Linked DNA regions of Anser cygnoides: region 1 is linked to region 2. A link is a contact called in public Hi-C data. All regions are on one chromosome and are shown on one strand. Each heading gives the region's core, a stretch centred on a gene start, on an enhancer-like site or on the middle of the called end of the contact. The rest is flanking DNA. Distances are from core to core; before and after follow the strand shown.

Region 1 (4,167 bases), core at 707-3,206, 64 kb after region 2:
TGTGTTTTCCATCCTTTTTCCTGTCTTTTTTAAAAAGTATTTGGGCTTTTCAGTTCCCTGGTAAACACAGCTGCGGTGGGTTCAGGTATTTTCTCCTTGGCTGCTGTTTCCTGGAGCTCTCCGTCACGCGCCTTTCAAGTTTCTCCCCGCGGTTTCCTTCCTCCACGGCTTTCTGAGGCTTTCTCCCTCTGTTCTCCGGCGTCTGTCGCTGGTCAGGGCAAGAAGTCCCATCGTGGCAACGATTCATCCGCGGGGTTGACGAAGGGAATTTGAAAACCGGGCTTCCTCCTCGAGCAGCACAGGGCAGGGGCAGTGGTGGTGCTCCCAGCTCGGGGCGCCACGAATCACCCTTTCCGCTGGCAAAGAGATGGCAGAACTGCAGCTTTTTGGCTCCGCGTCAAAACAGCCATTTTGCGGCCCAAACATCTTAAGGTTCCTCTGTTTACTTCTGTTTACAGTTCGGTCAAATGACTTCCAGACCCCGGCCGCGTGGGCGACGTGACTTGCGGTGCGCGGACGCGGCGAGACCCTGTCCCTCCCGCGCCGCGGACCACCGGGGCACGTGTCCCTTTGGGGGAAGGCAGCGGGGTGACAGGAGTCTGCTGTTTCCCAGGGTGGGTAATCAGGAAACGAAAGGCTTGGTTTTCGTCCTCGTGCTGCCCCGATTGCGAGGAGGGTGCGATGAGGACCGCTTCTGTCCACGCGTGCGGCTCCTTAGCGGGCCAGCCTGCGCGCATCCCAAATTTTAGCCAAACTGGTACTTGTCACCCTGGTCTCGTCCCACGGTCACCTGCTTGCAAGCCCAAGGTGACGTCTGGGGAGCCCTTTTTATAGAATCAGAGAACCACAGAATCAATCATAGGGTGGTTTGGGCTCGTAGGGACCTTAAAGATCATTTTCGTCCAAGCCCCTGCCCTGGGCAGGGGACGCCTCCCACCGGAGCAGAGCCCCCAGCAGTGGAATAAAAAAGCTGCTTGTGCTCAGAGCAAAAATGCCCCGTGGTGTAGAGGAGCAAAATGTGGGTCTGCTGAGGGTTTTTGGTCGTTTTGGTCGCATCGTAGCTTTTCCTCCCGTGGAACGGTAATTCTGTGTGCCGCGGGAAGCCGAGCTCGGCAGGGCACACGCAGCCGTGAGTTACAGGGATGCACGTTAAAAACCTGTCTGAATTAAAAATTAAAAATAAAAAAGTAATTTCAAAAAAAAAAGTAAAGAAAAAATAATAAAATTGCAGGCAGTGAGCGTATTGCTTTTGATTTTTATTTTTGAAAATCAAACAGAAATCAGGCATTTTATTTTTTTCAAACGGGAGCCCGTAGGACCGCACCAGCTCCGCTTTTCATCCAAACCATGAGCATCATCGCTGCTTCCTTCCCCTCCCTCCTCCTCATCCCCCCCCGGGAGCCATCCGTGCGGTCACAGCCACCCACCGGGTGCCCCCGGTGCCCCCCCCCCCCCCGGGGGTGGCGCAGAGGAGCCCCCCACCCGGCCCCGGCAGCCCCGCGCGCGGGCGAGCGGCACCGCATGGGGCGAGCGCGGGCACGAGCCGGGCACCGCGCAGCCTTGCACGCCCGGAGCAGGCAGGTAAGGGGCAGGGGGTTATCGCCACCCGGCATCGCCACCACCCAAAATTTTTGGGGGGCCGTGAGCGGGGGCGGCGGCTGCGTAGGGGCGGCTGCAGCGCGCTCCCCGCCGCGCGAGCTCCCCGCCACCTCGCTTCTTTCAGGGCTTTTACGTAACGGCGCGCGAAGAAAGGACGGGGTCCGGCTGCTGCCTGGTGATATTTGCATTTTCCGAAGCTGCCTTCCCCCGGGCATTTTCTTTTTACCGATCGAACTTCGCCGAGGCCGTTTCGGGTGGCGCGGCTCCCCGCCGGCGCACGCCGTTCGCGGCGCTGAATAAAGCCGCGCACCTTGAGGATAATGCGCGAAGGAGAGAATTACGTGGTTCAGCGGTGACCTTGAAAAGCAGCGTGCAAATGTTTAAGCTGGAGGGATCTGGCAAGAATCCTCGCAGCGACTTGCAGAAGTAAGGACATTACTTGTTGTTTTTTTCTTTTTTTTTTAAAAAAAAAAGAGAGCGTTCCTCGTTAAAAGGAAAAATGCTGATTGCTTAACATTTGTTAATCATTGATGGGAGAAGTAAAAGCAGCAGATGAAGTTAATGATTTCACATGTGTACGGGGGGAGGTTTGGGTTCTCCTGAGCAAAGCGTTGCACAATTTGCAGGAGCTCTTCCCCTTGCTGGAAGTTCCTGGGGGCTGCGTGGGGGCTCACAACATGATTCTGTGCTTGAATTTCTCCTGGCCTTAAAGGCTTTGAAATATTTTAATTTTTTTCTTAAACAAACAGCCCTGTGGAGGCAGATCTGAGGAGGCATTTCATGGCAGAGATGCACACCTGCTTTGCTGGAGCGCTCCGATTTTCACCGCGTGTGTGCACGGCGAGGTTGGGCAACCTGAACTCGGGGCTGGGTCGGGAGCTCACGCGCTGCGCTCGGCGGCTCCTCGCCTCGCGTCGGTGCCGTGCCGCGGCTCCGAGCCCTGCCGGTGCCACGGGGGCTGCGCAAAAAGAGCAGGGGACGAACCTGGGGTCCCCATCCCCTGCCGAAACAAGTGGCTGTGGCGGTGCCGAAGGCTAAATTGTCGCCGGATGCACTGCTGCACCCCTCCTGCGTGGCAGCGGCAAATTTACCGTTTCCAGACCTGGCTCTGTCTTTTTTTTTCCCCAGTTGTTTTGTCTCTTTTGCCGTCGGTGCCCCGCTAAGCAGCACGAGAATAACGCCCAGGCGCTGGCAGCGTGATGCTGCTCCTCAGCCTCGCATCACCCCTGGGCTTTCAGAGCGCTTTTGTTTGCCCGTCTTCTTCCCCGTGTTATCTGTATAGGTCTTACATAGGGTACCCTTGCACTAAAAGAACCTCTTTTTCATGAAAAACTTAGGATCCACCCAGTCCCATCCTGGGGCTCACCAGGGTTTACCCTCTGCTTTGTGTCTCCCAGCCCGGGCACCCCGGCACGCCGCAGGGGGGTCTGTGCTGGTGCCTCAGTGACCCGATAACCCGGGTGCCATCAGCCTCTGCCCTATTTCCAGCCCTGCCTCTGCTGCCTCTTCCTCCTGGCCCTTCCACACGCAGCGTTCCCTCTCCCGCAGTCAGACCAGCCCAAACGTTAGTGGTTCTCCGCAATTCGGAGAGTTCCCCGGCCCTGGATGTGGAACTGGCGACGTGGTTTTGTGTCCCCGAGCGTGTGACCTTCAGCTCTGCTGCTCGGGGTGGGCCCCCCGGCCTCGGGTGGTCCCGCCTGGGAGGCGGGCAGGGGCCGTGGCGTCGTTACAGGCTCTGCATGGGGTTAGAGAGGACGAGGGATTCGCACTGGTGCCGGCTGGGTACCTACGGGAAGAGCCAGGAACGTTCGTCGTGGTCGGACCCGTGCTCGCAGTGAGGTTGCCAACCACGCCGGCGCCGAGCGCGGCAGCTCCGGTGGCCCCGACAGAAATACGGGGCTTTAAAACGTGCCAGATCCCCGTGCTTTGGGTTTTCTGGTGGTGACGGGACATTGTAGGGCAGCCTTTGTGCGGGGAGGGTCAGTAATCGGGCAGCGGTAGCTCCTGGCACACGGAGGGCGCCCACGGTGTGGGCTCAGGCTCTGCTGGGTGCCCTCAGGGACCTTTTTGGGGCCGTGGCCATGGCAGGGGGTGGCACCGGGGGGCTCTGAGCTCCCTGCCAGCCCAAACCTCTCCGAGATTCTGTAATTCTGTAGGAATGACAAGCAGCACTGAATTCCTTACATGAAAAGCAGGCGGGTGCCTGCTTGCAGGATCAGAAATGTTTTTAAAACGGGCTCTTTGCTCCAAGTCAATCCCAAGGAAGAGGAAAAAGCGCGAGGAGCTTTTGCACCATCGCGGCTGCTCCCAGAGTGACAGCAGGGAGGCGAAGCTGGGAGCTGCGCGCTTCCTAACAACTTGTCAGACTTCTTAAAATTTTCACACTCCCTACCGTGGGCATGTTCGTTGCTTAATTAGCCTGACTTTCGTTATCCTTCCTGGCAAAAAGCGTCGGGATCCAAAGGTCGTTCAAAGGGCACGAAGTGATGCAATTACTCCTGCTCCTTTTTACCCCTCCTAACAGGTCGGTCTCTCTGACACCATCCTCCGGGGAACGCGGTGCTAAAA
Region 2 (4,456 bases), core at 996-3,495:
CTCGCCGTGGCGGTGGGCTCGGGGCAGGCATTCGCGTTTCCATTAAGACACTTTAATGACTTAGAAATATTGATGGTGGCTGATGTAACGTGTGAGCCGTGGTTGGCGGAGCGAGCGGCGCTGCGGCGCTTTGCCTTGCTTCCAACTGCAAGCTTGTTTTTAAATCTCCGGAATTTATAGGGTATTGCTTTCCGTTAGCTCCTACAGCCTCGCTTTTTGCTGCTTAAACTCACCAGCTGGTGGCCGGGCGGCCTCGGAGGTGCAGGGAGCAGAGACCCAAGAGAATTGCAGGGCGATTCTGCTCCATCGGCCGCGTGCTGCTCGGCGTGGAAGAAGCAAAGAAGCCATGCGTCCAGGGCTGGGAATACCAAAAATCATGGCACTAGGGCTTTACAGCACCCTCGTCTTGGGATGGACATGAGCACTACCTGACCCACGAAGCCTGAATTTCTTCAGGTCCTGGAGGAACGGCTGCTGCGTGCTGTAGTTACGTGGGCAGGTCTGCTGCTCCCGTGTCGTTTGTCAACGCTGGTGTAAATGTCTTCATAAAGCCCTCGCCTAATCCTCTTAGTCAAGCTAAAAATATGCAGGGCTTTATTTTTTTGTTTATGAAGATTTTATCCCGGGCAAGGTTGTGTTTGCCTCCAACAGATGCATGTGGTGTCCATCTGTTTTTTGTTTTTTCTTGAAATGTTTCGGCAACGTTCATTTAGGGTATTATGCCCTATCGGGATCTCTGGAATTGACTAATTCCTACTTGAAGTGGTTTCAATGCCATTTCTGCTCCAAACGTAATGGACGTGCATGTGTTATGCAAAAGCGCTGACAACTTATTTTTTTTGCAAACTACGTCTGAAAGAATGATGTAAATGATTTCTTATTTATTTTATTTCATTTCTTGTATCTGATACCGTGCTGGGAAGGTGACCATGATGCTTTGAGAGTGGGAAGCATCTCCAAACTCCCAGCGCGGGGCCGAGCCGATGAGTGCTGGAAAAACCCTCCCAGGGGAATCACAGAAATGCCAGGGCCGGTTCCTACCTGTTTCCATTGCGATGCTAAAGCCATAACTTGAATTTTTAGGGCTTAGTGCAGTGAAAGTTTCAGCTGTTGTTGTGTCTACTGTGGATGGAGGTTTCTTGTTTCTCATTTAGCGTGATCTCTGGGTGAAAGCCTCTTGGAAGCCCTTTATTTGGCACAAGGCAGCAGCGCTGCCACTTGCAGCCTTGTTTGAAATGACCAAGAACCTGTTTAAAAATCAGAATAGCCACGTATCGAACAATGAACAGATCTGTACTTCTCAGGAAGCCTGGTACATTTTTTTTTATAACTGGGATCGTAGATCGTGTTCTCAGATGGCGTGAATGACGTTGAGTTGCTGTTCGTTTTCCCATGACCCGGTTCACGCGTTTCCAGGAGAATATTCTTTCACTAATTTTTTTTCAGTAAGGAAAAAAAAAATTCCGACTCTTTGTATTTCAAGGACTTTTGAAAGACAAAGCCCTATGGCTGTGATAGCCTTACCAGCAGAAAAACCCTACTGGTGAGAGTCCCCAAAGCCAAAAGGTGGACGAGGTAGGGTTAGGGCTACGGAGCACCTTGGGATCTGGACACACAGCTAGTGGTGTTGAGCCACAACACCCCAAAACGTGCTCCGTGCTCCTCACCTCGTCTTCCCTACAGGATCGCCTGCGTCCGCTGGCAGATTTCGGATGTCCCTCCATGCCAGTGGCAGCCGGGGGCTGAGCGCTGCGCCAACTTTTCGAGAGAGAATTAATTGCCAGCGGCGGCTGGAGGCGTGAGAGCATGTGCGTAGTCGCCCAGAACGGGTTTTGTTTGCAGATGGTCAAAGTCTACGTTCTGCCGACTTTGTTAGGGACTGAGAAGGTAATGGGTGACTAGCTGGGAAAGGAAAAGGGCAGAAAACCTGAAGATTGTCTCAAACGTAATTTTCACACCCTTTCTTCATAAGGTTTTGTAAAATGACATGAAGCAGGGCTCCGGTAGCTGATATGATATTTAAAAATAAGACTAATGCATTGGAACCTTACCTGAAAACGACGTTTCTCAGCCTACCAGCAACACGGTCAGTCCCAGGGGAATAAAGCCTCGTGCAATCTGGCTTTGGGGTGTCCCAGATGACATCTAAACGGAGCTCGGCAGCACGCAGCCAGTGGTTTTCTGCCTGCGATGCTCCAACACCCTTCTCCTTGTCTCACCCCAACCCTGCCGACGGTGCCTGCATCCCCTGGGGTGTGCAGGTGTCCTGCCTCGACGCTTCCACCACGAGATCGACCTTTTTCCCCTAAAGGAAGGGTGGTGGGTGCAATGCACAACCTGGGGAAACGCTGCAGGCGCTTGCTGGGTGCTCCGTGCTGACTTAAATCGTTCTAATTTTCTCGCTTGCTCTTAAGAAAATTAATTAACTCGCTGAGATGACAGCCTAAATGACTGCTTTTCAGTGGATGAAGAAAGGGGTTGGCTTTTTTTTTTTTTTATCAAAGTGTAATTGAAATGAGTTTCGAGTTTTCTCTTGGCTTATTTTTGAGCACTTAAACCACTCCTCGATGAACGTTTATTTAAAAAAAAAAAGTATAGCAGGCATATATTGACAAAGGGATGCAATGAAGTCTCTGAATTTAGGCAATTTTTCCTCTTCCGAAAGCGAGACCGAGTTGTTAGCCCAGCCTGATGTTTACGTGGTTCAATCTCAGCCTGGGGCGGGGGGGTGCAGAGGAACTTTTTTTCGCGTCGGTGTCGGAAGTAGGCTGGAAAACATAACAAACAGGAAACCACAGCGCGTAGCGTGAGGAGCCCGAAGCTGCCAGAGCCCGGGTGGCTCGACCCGTTATTTCGAGAAATCAGTAGAAATCAGACAATCAGAACGGCCGTCATCTTGAGAAGCTCGCATCACGAGTGCTAGCCGGGGAGAAAGGAAGGATGCTTCTGCTCGCTGCGCTTCTTCCAGGTGAGGGGCTGCGTGCTGCTCGCCCCTCCGGGGTGTCCCGGGCTCCATCCCTGCGGAGGGGCCGTGCTCCGCTCCTGCTCCCCTGGACAAGGGCGAGGGGATGCTCCTCAGCAGGGAGGCAGACCCAGCAGGATGGTTTTCTAAGCTCTTTCGGTCTGTCGGAGAGAAGTTGGTGGCGCCGTGGTGAATAGCTCGCAGCCGACGCGGTGGCTCTAAGGCGCGTGTCCTTGCAGAGCAGCCCTTGCCAGGAGAAGGAAAAAAGGGAGCAGACGCTGCTTCGTGCAAGGTGATGCTGGCTTTGTGCTCTGCAGCCACCCTGTAGGATTATACTGGAAAAAAACCCGTGCTCATCCCCAGTGCTGGTTCCTCAGGGCTAGGGGTCGGAGTGTGTCCAAGCTCCTAGGCCACCTGCACCCCTCTGGGCAGCGTCTTCACTCTGCTTCTTCGCTGCTTTCTGCTCATTTTCCTTTTTGACTCTTTGCTTCTAGGATTATTAATGCTTCTGTGTCTGCAGAAGGCTCGGGATCAGCACCGCTTTTGTTTCCTGTCCGCAGCAAGAGCTGAGGATGCTCCCGACCCTGTGTTTTCGCACGAGCTGCCCTGTTGCTGGTTACATCATGGGAACAGGATAAAACGTGGCCTCGGAGAATCATATGAGCAGATTGTTTTGGCTTTCCCTGCCACTGCTGTTCCTCGGTATCTTCATCACAACCTGAGAGGTCCTCTCTTGGCTTAAGCCACTTTGGGAGTTTGTTAAAACGTTGGCTGGGAACCAGTATGCCCAGCATGAACAGATTAGCTAGCTGTGCCAGCAGTGCCTGCTGCTCTTGTCGCAGGCTGTCTAGCTGTAAAAAAAAAAAAAAAAAAAAAAAAGGGTAAGGAGAGCTGTGGGGTGGTTGTGCTGCTGTAGAGGAGAGCAGCGTTGGGGCAGCTTGACCACCAGGCATCAGCGAGTCTCATCAGCGTGCAGGTTGTGCAACTGGTGTGTCAGGAATGCCGGTTATCTATACGCCGTCTCCAGCCAGATGCAAATTCTATTTATTTAAACTGATTTAGATAAAAAAAAAAAAAAAAAAAAAGCCCATAGCAGTACATCTACGGGCTCGCTGTTCCAGTTAGATGTGTAGCAAGAGCTCGATTTGGTCTTGACCGTAATCTCCTGCACGGGAGCACGATGTACCGACACCAGCCCGCTCGGGAACTTGTGCAAGCAAGGCAAAACTGCTGAAGGAAACTTTTACAAAGGTAAGAAGTGTTCTAGAAGGATAGATGTCGCTTAAAGTTGACGTACATTTAGGTTAAACTCGATTTGTAGTGCACAGAAGTATGGAAGCGGTGCGGGTACCGTGAGCCAGCAGCCCCTGGGTGCTTTGCCGAGCTCGGGCACGCCTCGGCCGCAGCAGGGAGCTGCTGACGGAGGAGCCGCCAGCCGTGGTGCTCGGGGTTGCCTGCAGCCTCCCTTCCCTCTGGATTAAAATGTTGTGTGGG

Evidence for each region. Hi-C and Micro-C count contacts between places; a contact is called where the count stands out from the background.
Region 1: a Hi-C map of liver shows a contact between it and region 2, with 4 times the contacts expected there. The contact joins two enhancer-like sites. A contact is called at or near these places in 2 of 7 Hi-C or Micro-C datasets (both in liver).

Annotation. Positions count from the first base shown.
Region 1 is chr3:121,426,600-121,430,766 of Taihu_goose_T2T_genome, forward strand. All of the region lies in intron 2 of NCOA1 (nuclear receptor coactivator 1), which reads left to right. Among named protein-coding and RNA genes, the nearest start is that of NCOA1, 81 kb to the left of the region's middle. Within about 2 kb of position 1,957, at least 2 of the 3 cell types and tissues checked have open chromatin away from gene starts, as enhancers often do. A contact at or near this core is called in liver, where this site is marked.
Region 2 is chr3:121,362,081-121,366,536 of Taihu_goose_T2T_genome, forward strand. All of the region lies in intron 1 of NCOA1 (nuclear receptor coactivator 1), which reads left to right. Among named protein-coding and RNA genes, the nearest start is that of NCOA1, 17 kb to the left of the region's middle. Within about 2 kb of position 2,246, at least 2 of the 3 cell types and tissues checked have open chromatin away from gene starts, as enhancers often do. A contact at or near this core is called in liver, where this site is marked.